3 separate regions of the Triticum aestivum genome follow, and regions 1 and 2 are each linked to region 3. A link is a contact called in public Hi-C data. All regions are on one chromosome and are shown on one strand. Each heading gives the region's core, a stretch centred on a gene start, on an enhancer-like site or on the middle of the called end of the contact. The rest is flanking DNA. Distances are from core to core; before and after follow the strand shown.

What was found. A called contact is a pair of places that touch in the nucleus more often than the background predicts.
Region 1: a Hi-C map of leaf shows a contact between it and region 3, with 5 times the contacts expected there. The contact joins the promoter of LOC123052766 here to the promoter of LOC123052764 in region 3. A contact is called at or near these places in 2 of 5 Hi-C or Micro-C datasets (both in leaf).
Region 2: a Hi-C map of leaf shows a contact between it and region 3, with 8 times the contacts expected there. The contact joins the promoter of LOC123055765 here to the promoter of LOC123052764 in region 3. A contact is called at or near these places in 2 of 5 Hi-C or Micro-C datasets (both in leaf).

The regions. Positions count from the first base shown.
Region 1 is chr2D:280,341,565-280,344,320 of IWGSC CS RefSeq v2.1, forward strand. It overlaps LOC123052766 (cell division control protein 6 homolog), which reads left to right and starts at 1,283. Exons shown (of 5, transcript XM_044476101.1): 1 at 1,283-1,698; 2 at 2,068-2,167. The coding sequence starts at 2,142.
Region 2 is chr2D:278,623,065-278,626,030 of IWGSC CS RefSeq v2.1, forward strand. LOC123055765 reads left to right here and starts at 1,684. Exons shown (of 3, transcript XM_044479636.1): 1 at 1,684-2,231; 2 at 2,382-2,423; 3 at 2,514-2,674. The coding sequence starts at 1,684. The coding sequence ends at 2,598. It overlaps LOC123052763 (protein EARLY FLOWERING 5), which reads left to right. Exons shown (of 9, transcript XM_044476097.1): 9 at 890-1,440. The coding sequence ends at 1,123.
Region 3 is chr2D:279,600,915-279,603,868 of IWGSC CS RefSeq v2.1, forward strand. It overlaps LOC123052764 (peptidyl-prolyl cis-trans isomerase CYP63), which reads right to left and starts at 1,343. Exons shown (of 14, transcript XM_044476099.1): 1 at 1,088-1,343; 2 at 809-917; 3 at 649-703. The coding sequence starts at 895.

The sequences.
Region 1 (2,756 bases), core at 33-2,532, 740 kb after region 3:
GGTGCTATTTTTGTTTGATTTGTCATGAATGATTTGAGATTGATGTGATGCTATGCAAGTCTGGAGTGTTAGACCGAGTCACATATATATAGTTTCTGGTGCTAATTTCTTGCATAATTGCATTGCTCTGTAGATTCTCTCTTGCCATTTGATACAACCATCACCACGACATTATTTGTTTGTCATGAGCTTCGACATAATTAATTAATTTTACAACTTATACATTTGTACTGTACATCCTAATTGGTAATTAGCCATGCATTTTGAGGTTATGAAAGTTGAACAATATCTCAATTTTTTAGCTGCATGAAATTTTAGGTTACATTTTTCAGATTTTTTACTAAAAAAAGGATGAAATAAGATGAGAGATGTATTTAGATCTCAAGGAAAAATATTACAGATGTTGCGTGCGTATCCAAATCACAAAAAAATTCTGATTCTATCGGATCTGATGTCTAAGTTGTTGAATTTTTATTTGATAAGAGTACAACAATAATGTAAGAAGGTTTATGCCCTGCACGGTGGACATAAAAAACCAATAGAATCACAACACTTTTATGTTTGAATTTGTTGGTACATGTAATCTAACTTACAGTTAAGGAGCTTGTGTGATGCAACCAAAAAAATCATGTAACCTCATCTTACATGGGAGCTATCTACTTGTGCAGATAACTAGATATTGTTCTTTTTATCACTATTATGGGTTTATGGTCAAATCACCTCTCTTTATTGTCTTGCCTTTTGTAGTGCTTTTGGTTAGAAGCTGCAAAATGGAAATGTGTTGGAGCTATTGACAATTTGACATCACTCAATATCTGTTCAGATATACTCAATATCTGTTCAGATATATATTTGCCTAGCCCAGGGATATTGAATGCAACATTTGGTTGAAGCTTTTGAAAGAATGGGCATACCAGTGATCCTTTTCTTGATTCTCTAAAGCATATTGTTTGGTGAGTAAAAAGTAAACATAGAAACTCCCATGTTTACTGTATTCACATTCAGTTATCCTTATTCAGAATGTCTGAATGTTATTTAATTTTGCAGATTGAGCTAGACTTGGAACGTGTCACCAAACCTGAGATCTAGAACATGTTGCTCCTAGAAGGGCCCAAATATAATCAAAATAAACATGTAGGTTTTTAGTGTTGCTGCTGTATTGTTCTGCTAGATGTTTGATGTGTGTTGCTGCGAGTTTGTGGATTGCGGGCTTCTTGGTGATGTGTGCCTGCTCGAATGGGGTGCATTGGTGGTCTGTGTGGTGGATGCAGCCATTGCTTCATGTTTGTTTTTGTATCATGATGTTCTCTTTTTGGGTGGCTTAGGTGTTGTTTAGGCTGTTGTTTCTTTGTTGGGGTAGATTTTTCAGAAATTGTTTGGTGGTGGTGGCCCTGTTGTATGTAGACCGACTATCGTGGCTTACTGGCTTGCGTTCCAGTTGCCACTGCTCAACAAGGAGAAGAATGGTAGTCCACCACGTACACGTAAATGCCTCATGCGTGGCTCTTTCAATGCATTGCTGCTCTCATCGCATTTTATATCATTCTCTGTGCTCACAGTATGCAGGAGATTCTTCCTGTCATCATGGGGCTTGAGAGAGAGGAAGGGATACATGTCGGCCTCTATGCGCATTGCGCACAAGGGTTGCTGGTCAGAATTAGTGTTTATGGGAGTCCATTCATCTGATTTTCAACAAAAGTAATTATGAGATACTCTGAGTAATGAGCTTAAATTCAATCTTTGATTTCCCTATTTCATCTGTAAAATGTTTATATTAGCTATTAGAAGTGGGTGCTGTTTATTTCATGCCTTATTTACCGTGTTCTGTCCAACTCTTTCTTTTGAGTTGGAGAAGTGAAAGGAACTAAAGAAGAAAATGGTAATTCTTGGGTCGATCTGCTATGCTTTTGTATTTGAGAGTGGCTGATAGAATCTTAGGTAGGATATAGCTACTGATTGGATGCATAAGAGAACTTTCATACTCGGTACTACATACTTTCTCCAGTTTGAATAAGTTATCTGAACAATACAATAGCTGAAATATTTGCTTGTATGTTTCTCTTTCAGGTTAGAGAGGAAGATTTTGATGTGAATTTCTGGATAAAATCCCTGATTTCTCTTACTTGGACTCAGATCACCATATGCTGAATCGGATTTCTTTAACAAGGTACTTAATGGGACACCTCGTTATTTTAGATCCTTTAACACTTGTATGTGGGTGTGCATACTTTTCAGGTTACAACTACCAGTATTTGTTTATTTTTATGACTTAATCTGTTTGTGTCATTAGAGAGTGAAATATTCTTTACTTCCCATTGTTATGTTGTGTTTTATTCTCCTAACTGATATACCATGTCTGGCTATGTACTAAGAGGTAGAACAATTTTATCTAGAGGAGCTGTGCATTCACAGGTTCTATTTTTCTTTACTCATGTCCCTGGATTTATATGTCAGTATGTAACAAAAGATCTAAATGAGTGGCGAAGCCATAATATTTTGCGGTTGACGAAGCACTTTTAAATTGCTTCCCCACAAACGGATCGAAGGTCCAAAGCCACGGGTCCTTCCCTTTGTGAATTTGTTATGCTTTTGGGTGTAGCCATACTATTTCGGGTGCGGGCATGTAACAAATTCAGTAAGATTGATTTATGTGTACATAGGTTCTGCTATAGTTCTGTAAGATCAATATATTTTCTCACAAAGAAAATTCCAGGTTTGAAAAAAGGCAAGTGGAAAATTGTCACCACTTCAGCAAC
Region 2 (2,966 bases), core at 434-2,933, 980 kb before region 3:
CGTATGGCGGGCAGCCTTCGAGAATGACATCCAAATCCAAGTGCCCACACCGAATGGGCACCACCGAGCTCTTCATGAAGTTTGTTTGCAGCCCCGTCACCTGACCGAAACCATGTAGGATACGGGCAAGGTTTTGAATATCCTCCTTGATTGGCGCCACAAAACAGCCACATCATCCGCATATAACGAAGTCCGAAGGATGGTACCACGACCCCGGATCCTATGAAGAAGTCCACGCATCGTGGCCGAGTCAAGAAGTTGCTGTAGTGGGTCCAGTCACGAAATCTGCTAGGGAAGCCTCGCCTTTGGAGAATGTCAAGAATATACTCCCATCACACCGAGTCAAATGCTTTCCGGGATGTGAAGCTTGAATAGTATAGCGTTGGGGTCTTGTTCTTGTGGAGCCGAAGGGCAAGGTTCCTAACATGCATGAAAGTTGTCATGGATGCTCTTATTCTTGTGGAGCGTTGAGATGTTTTTTAGACGTGCAAGTTTTTTTATGTCCCTAACATGTGTTTGATTTTACTTATGGTACTAGTTCTAAGACCGGTTACTATGCATATTGCTTTTTGTACTACTAGTTTGCAGTATCCACATCCTACAATAACAAAATTCTGAAATGTAATGCTTGTTGCCTTGCTGGTCATTTCAAGTAATTTTTTTAAATATACTCAGGGGATTATCATGCTGTCCTACATATAAATTAAAATACGTTCTACTTTTATGCTGTCTTACACAAAACAAATTGCGCGCTCAAGTTTGAACAGTTCACCTAGTATGTTCGTGTAAATTTTTGTTCTGTCAGGGTTTTGTATTAAATAGCTGTTGCATCTAAATTGTTAGCTTCTGTGTTGCACTGAGCCAAGAACTCAACTAATTTCTGTCGCAGGTTCCTGCATCAGTTCGAGTTAAGAGAGAATCCGCTCTCCCTAAACCAAAACCAAAGGCGCAGCAGCAGCAGCAGCAGTCATCAGCACCATCATATTCTGCTCTGAAGCCTTCAGTAACCCCCATAAAATCTGCAGCCCAGCCTTCACCCTCAGCTTCTAAGCCACAAAGCATTGATGACTCCTACATGGCATTCCTGGAGGATATGAAGCAACTGGGTGCCCTCGATGAGTAGCTCAGCACCCAGTCCCTTCTCCCTGATGGCTGTCAGCAGCTTGGTCATGAACCTGAACCTGAACATGATTCTGTTCTTTGCATTGTGGCTTATGAATGGCTTTTCCTGCTATGATCTTAGAAACCGTTTCTGTTTTCCATGAGCAAGCATTTGAGATGTATTCCAGTTCGAAATGGGGAGACAACTATCATCAACAAATCTTTTCGTTGTTGTCATTGTGCAACACAGCCGTATCGAGTCAAACAATGGAAGCATTTGATTCAATTTTTTTTAATGGAAGCACTTGATTGGCCGCTCTAGCTAATAGGGCAACAATATCTATCCACTTGTCTGTGTAACGATCCCCTGGACGACTTGAGATAACTCTGGTTGTGGGGAACACCACTGGCAGCTTGCTGTATTTTCTTTTTTGCGGGGGCTTGCTGTATTATCTGGATTGGATGAATTAGAAACGGAAACAATAACGCCCGAACGACCAGCTTTTTATCATCTCGTCCCGAACGAGCTCAGCACCGTTGGATATTTTGTACAAATCGTAAAGCATCTTGGGACGCCACGTCATGTTTTGTCCCCGTTCGGAAAAACAGGCGTCGTCCCCGAACGCCCGCACTGCGACACCGCTCTTTATCCTTCCCCATTCCTCTTTCTCCTCTTCCTCTTCCACCCATGCCCGACCAGTCCCATCCGCCGCCGCGCGCTCCCGATCCGGAGGAGCAGCTCCTCCCACGCCCGAGCCCGCTGAACCCAGCCTAGCACCCGCGCCCACCGCCCCTGTGCAGGTCCGCCTCGTCGAAGATCCACATCGCGTCGCTGCCCGTTCAGGATCCAACCTCAACGCCTCCTGGCTAGGCTTGAGGAACGCATGCCGGGAGAGCCTCCGCCGCGCCGGTGGTAGCGGCGGCGAGGCCGACGCGCCAACGACCATTGTTCAAGGGGCCATGCAGGATGTGCTTCCGCATCACCCTCTCCTCCACTCCGACGGTGGCCTCGGACAGGGCAGGAATTGGATAACACGTCCACCACCTGATCGAGCACAACCGCAACAGAGGAGGGCCACCTCTGCCTCGTCGTGCAGGAGATGCTTCACTAGGGCTGAAGTCATTGTCTGGTTCTTCTTCCTTCTATGATTCCATTTTGATTTTTTGCCGGTAGTTCATGATGTCGTTTCTCCACAATCCTTACCGTGCTTGTGTAGAAGAACAGATCCAATTTTTCGAGAGAAACATGCTTTGTTGATCTGTTGCTGCTGCTCACGCAGGTGTCGGAGCAGGTGCTTCGTGACGGCTGGGTTTGTCTATAGGTATGTCCTTTTTGTGTTGAATTTGAGCACAACTAGTCTGGTTTGTTTTAGCCTCATTTGTTTTAGTACACGACCCGTTCCTTTGTCCAGAATCTGGGTGGAAAGGACGTTCTTTCTCCATCATATGGGCTGGTCCCAAAGAATGCAAGTTTTGGAAGATGAAACTGCTCATTAAAGGCAGGACCATTAGGGCCATCCTCAATAGGAAACAAAGGAAAGGTTTCCAGTGGGTTTCTCAGATGATCTTCTTCGCTCATAGTCTTGGTCGAATGTCATCAGGTGTAGGCACACCTTCCTCAATAGGCTTGAGAGGAGCACGAGGCTTCCTTGATTTCTCTTATACTGATTGCTTTGGGGCACTTGTCTGACTATCATTTTTGCTGCCGGAACTCCTTCAGTGGGTTTCTAACTTTCGGGCACTAGGGCCCTTTCTTTCAGTGTATTTCCTTCCGTTGGAGGCACAACGACCTCTTTCTCAGATGCTCAGGGCACAACTGGTGGAGCAATAACTTCTTGAGCCATCGGCTCAACAGATTTCTTTTC
Region 3 (2,954 bases), core at 93-2,592:
AGACACCAATTAGCTGTGAAGAAAATTAAGTGAAATATTATACAAGGAGATATCATGTAAAAGCAGTGGCTCCATGTTCTATTATTAGAAATAATCAAATAATCTACCATGACAAGAAAGGTGCGGGGAGAAAAGAACAACAAATTTATAATATATCCTCAACAGAGAGCGTAGTCCTAAGATTTAGTTAAATCAGATCCTATGGAACCATAGATGAAGAGAGAAACACAACAATACAGCACCTATACAGCTTAAACTAACAAATGTGTCCTGCATACCCTTCTGTGGAAGTGGGAAAGAGAGAAAAAAAAAACTATACTAGGAAACACCGCCACAACACTCAAATTAAGCTTCGCCTATTCCACCATTCTACTTATTACTACGCCATATCATTACCAGGTATCACATTAAAACTATAAGTACAACTAAATCCCTGTTTAGCATTGTGGTTTGCATTCAAGACTGTCGTGCATTTAGCAACTAAATCCCTTGTGGACATAGACCGTGTCCATACCTTTTCAAGCATTTAAGCGAACTATTGGACATCTTCAACATCAAGGATGCTAAACTTAAGAACTTGCATATAAAAAATGTGTGTTCATCACTATCTGCATCACGCTATTCCACAGCAAAGACTCTGCATTTTACCAGTACAAAGCGCTCGGAAGTTCTCTGCCGTCTTCGGAACTACATCAGCAAAGAGCTGCAACACCAAAGTGGGAAGCTAATCAGGCGCACGCCACCTCTGTACTCAAAGGAGAAACATGCATCACTTAGAACGATAAGATGAAGGTACACTCTTTGCAACCTCAAACGTGATTCTCTTGGCAGGTCGCCCATCGATGGATATTTCCAAGAAGACCTGAGGGTTCAGATTCTTCTTGAACTTGGCCATGATTTCCTCCCTTTCGGTTTACCTGCAGGTGTGTGGAATCATGAGAGCATCTTCAGCAACAAACATCCCAACAGAAAGAGACTGGCTGGATAGGTTGGTGCAGATCTAGTTGGGATGTGGCCAAAACTCGTGGAGATGGTCAGTGGGGTTTAACAACTAATCACTGGAGGATGGATGGCGAAAAGGGCGTACCTCGAGAAACAGTGTCCGAGGTTGCGGACGGGGTGGAAACTGCAGGCACGCGGGGAAGGCGATGGCAGCGGAGGTAGCAGCCGTAGCGGCGGCGCGTGTGAGAAGCTAAGGGGATTGGGGGTGAGGCGTCGTCGGTGACGCCACAAGCTACGGCACGGCGGCAACTCTAGGTCAGGACTCAGGAGGAAGGAGGTTGCGGACGGCAAGGTGCATATCAGGCCCCGCGAGCCCAGCAATCGGTTTCCTTCCGCGGAGTGGGCCTGAAGCTGTAGCCCACCAGTCTCGGACATCAGTAAGGCCTTGTTCGGGTCTAATCCACGCGGGTCCGCACGGACTTCCCCGCCGGGGAATAAACCCGGCCCACCCAGTTTTTTCCATTCGGTCATGTGGTATTTCCCCGGCCCAAACCTTTCCAAACCCACGCGGAAAAAACATCTCTTGCACTCCGTGGAAGCAATCCCCGAGCGAGGTGCTCGTATCGTCTCTCCGAGCGAGGCGACAGAAGCGGAAGGAGGAGGAGGCGGCGGTGAGTGGACGGCGGCGGCGACGCAACCTACGCGGAGAGGAGGGCGTCCCCCTGGTTCGACGACCGGCCACGAAGCCCTGCCGAACCCCTAACCTCCGATTGTCCCATCTCTCCCGCCGCCCCCTTGCCACAGCCAGAACCCTAGCTCTGGAGAAGTGGTTGCTGCAGGCGACGAGATCTGTGGTTAGTTCTCTTTCTCCCCCCTTCCCTCCCATTCTCTCTCTCTCTCTAGCAGCACTGATTCGCCCCCTCCATGAAAACCTAGCCGGATCTTGATCTGTCTTCCCGAATGTCAAGGTCGAGACTTTCTTGGGTTTCCTATGAACTACCATCAATTGTTATTTAGATAGGCAATGCAGTGGTTGCTTGACGGGTGTTGTCACTGCATATTGAAATGAGAAAGGAAGGTTAGCTACGTTACCCATGCTGATAAGTTAATTACACATTCATATGGGTTTTGGTTCAGTTAATTACTGAGAAGTATGTGTAGTTGCGTCAGCTAAGAAATGTGTTTTACTCATTCATCACCTAAGAACTTGTATGTTGTTGTTCATTCTTGCAGTTGTCAACATTTTAGTCTAGTCAAACTGCAACATGCAAATGAATTTTCAAATAGCATGTTCTTCTTTCTGAACATAAGATACTTCTGGTATGATCATTGGCAGATTATATAAGTTGTTCTCTTCATGTTGTGTAATCATCATATGTTGTTGATTCTTGTTCTTGATCATCTAAATATACATAGTGCAGTTTGTGTACATAACGAAAATATAGCTAAATCCGTATTTTGTCTCCATTTTCTATAGGCTAGATCCGTCGCCTAACAGCTGCAGCAAGACCCTGAATTGGGCAGCATCGTGAAGGACAAGGTAGATTAATCATGTTGTTTTAATCTTCTCCTTATTCATATTACTGTTGATTATCATTGCGTGGTCAATAGATGTGTGTTACAAACTTTTTGTTTGGTAAGCTGAGAGCTATGTTAATATTTGATATTAGTAGACATTGTAGTTGTTGAAGAATTTGAGCTTAAGTGCTACCACCTTCCTATTGACATTACTAGACATTGCAATTGTCCTTCTCTGTAGTGTTGTCCTTTCTGTTAGATGATGTTCCGATGCCGGACATCTGAACTGTTTGTTTGTACAACTTGCACTCTTACTATTTCAGTGTAGTAGTAATAACTAGCGGCATTTTTATTCTTTAGACTTAGAATGGATCCAGAAATGAGGGATCGTGTCAGGAAGAGGGAGGAGGAGGATAACAAAATGATGGTATTCGTTTTCCCTGCACTACATTTGATAAAGACCGATGGAGTTGCTCTTAGGGAGTGGAGGATTC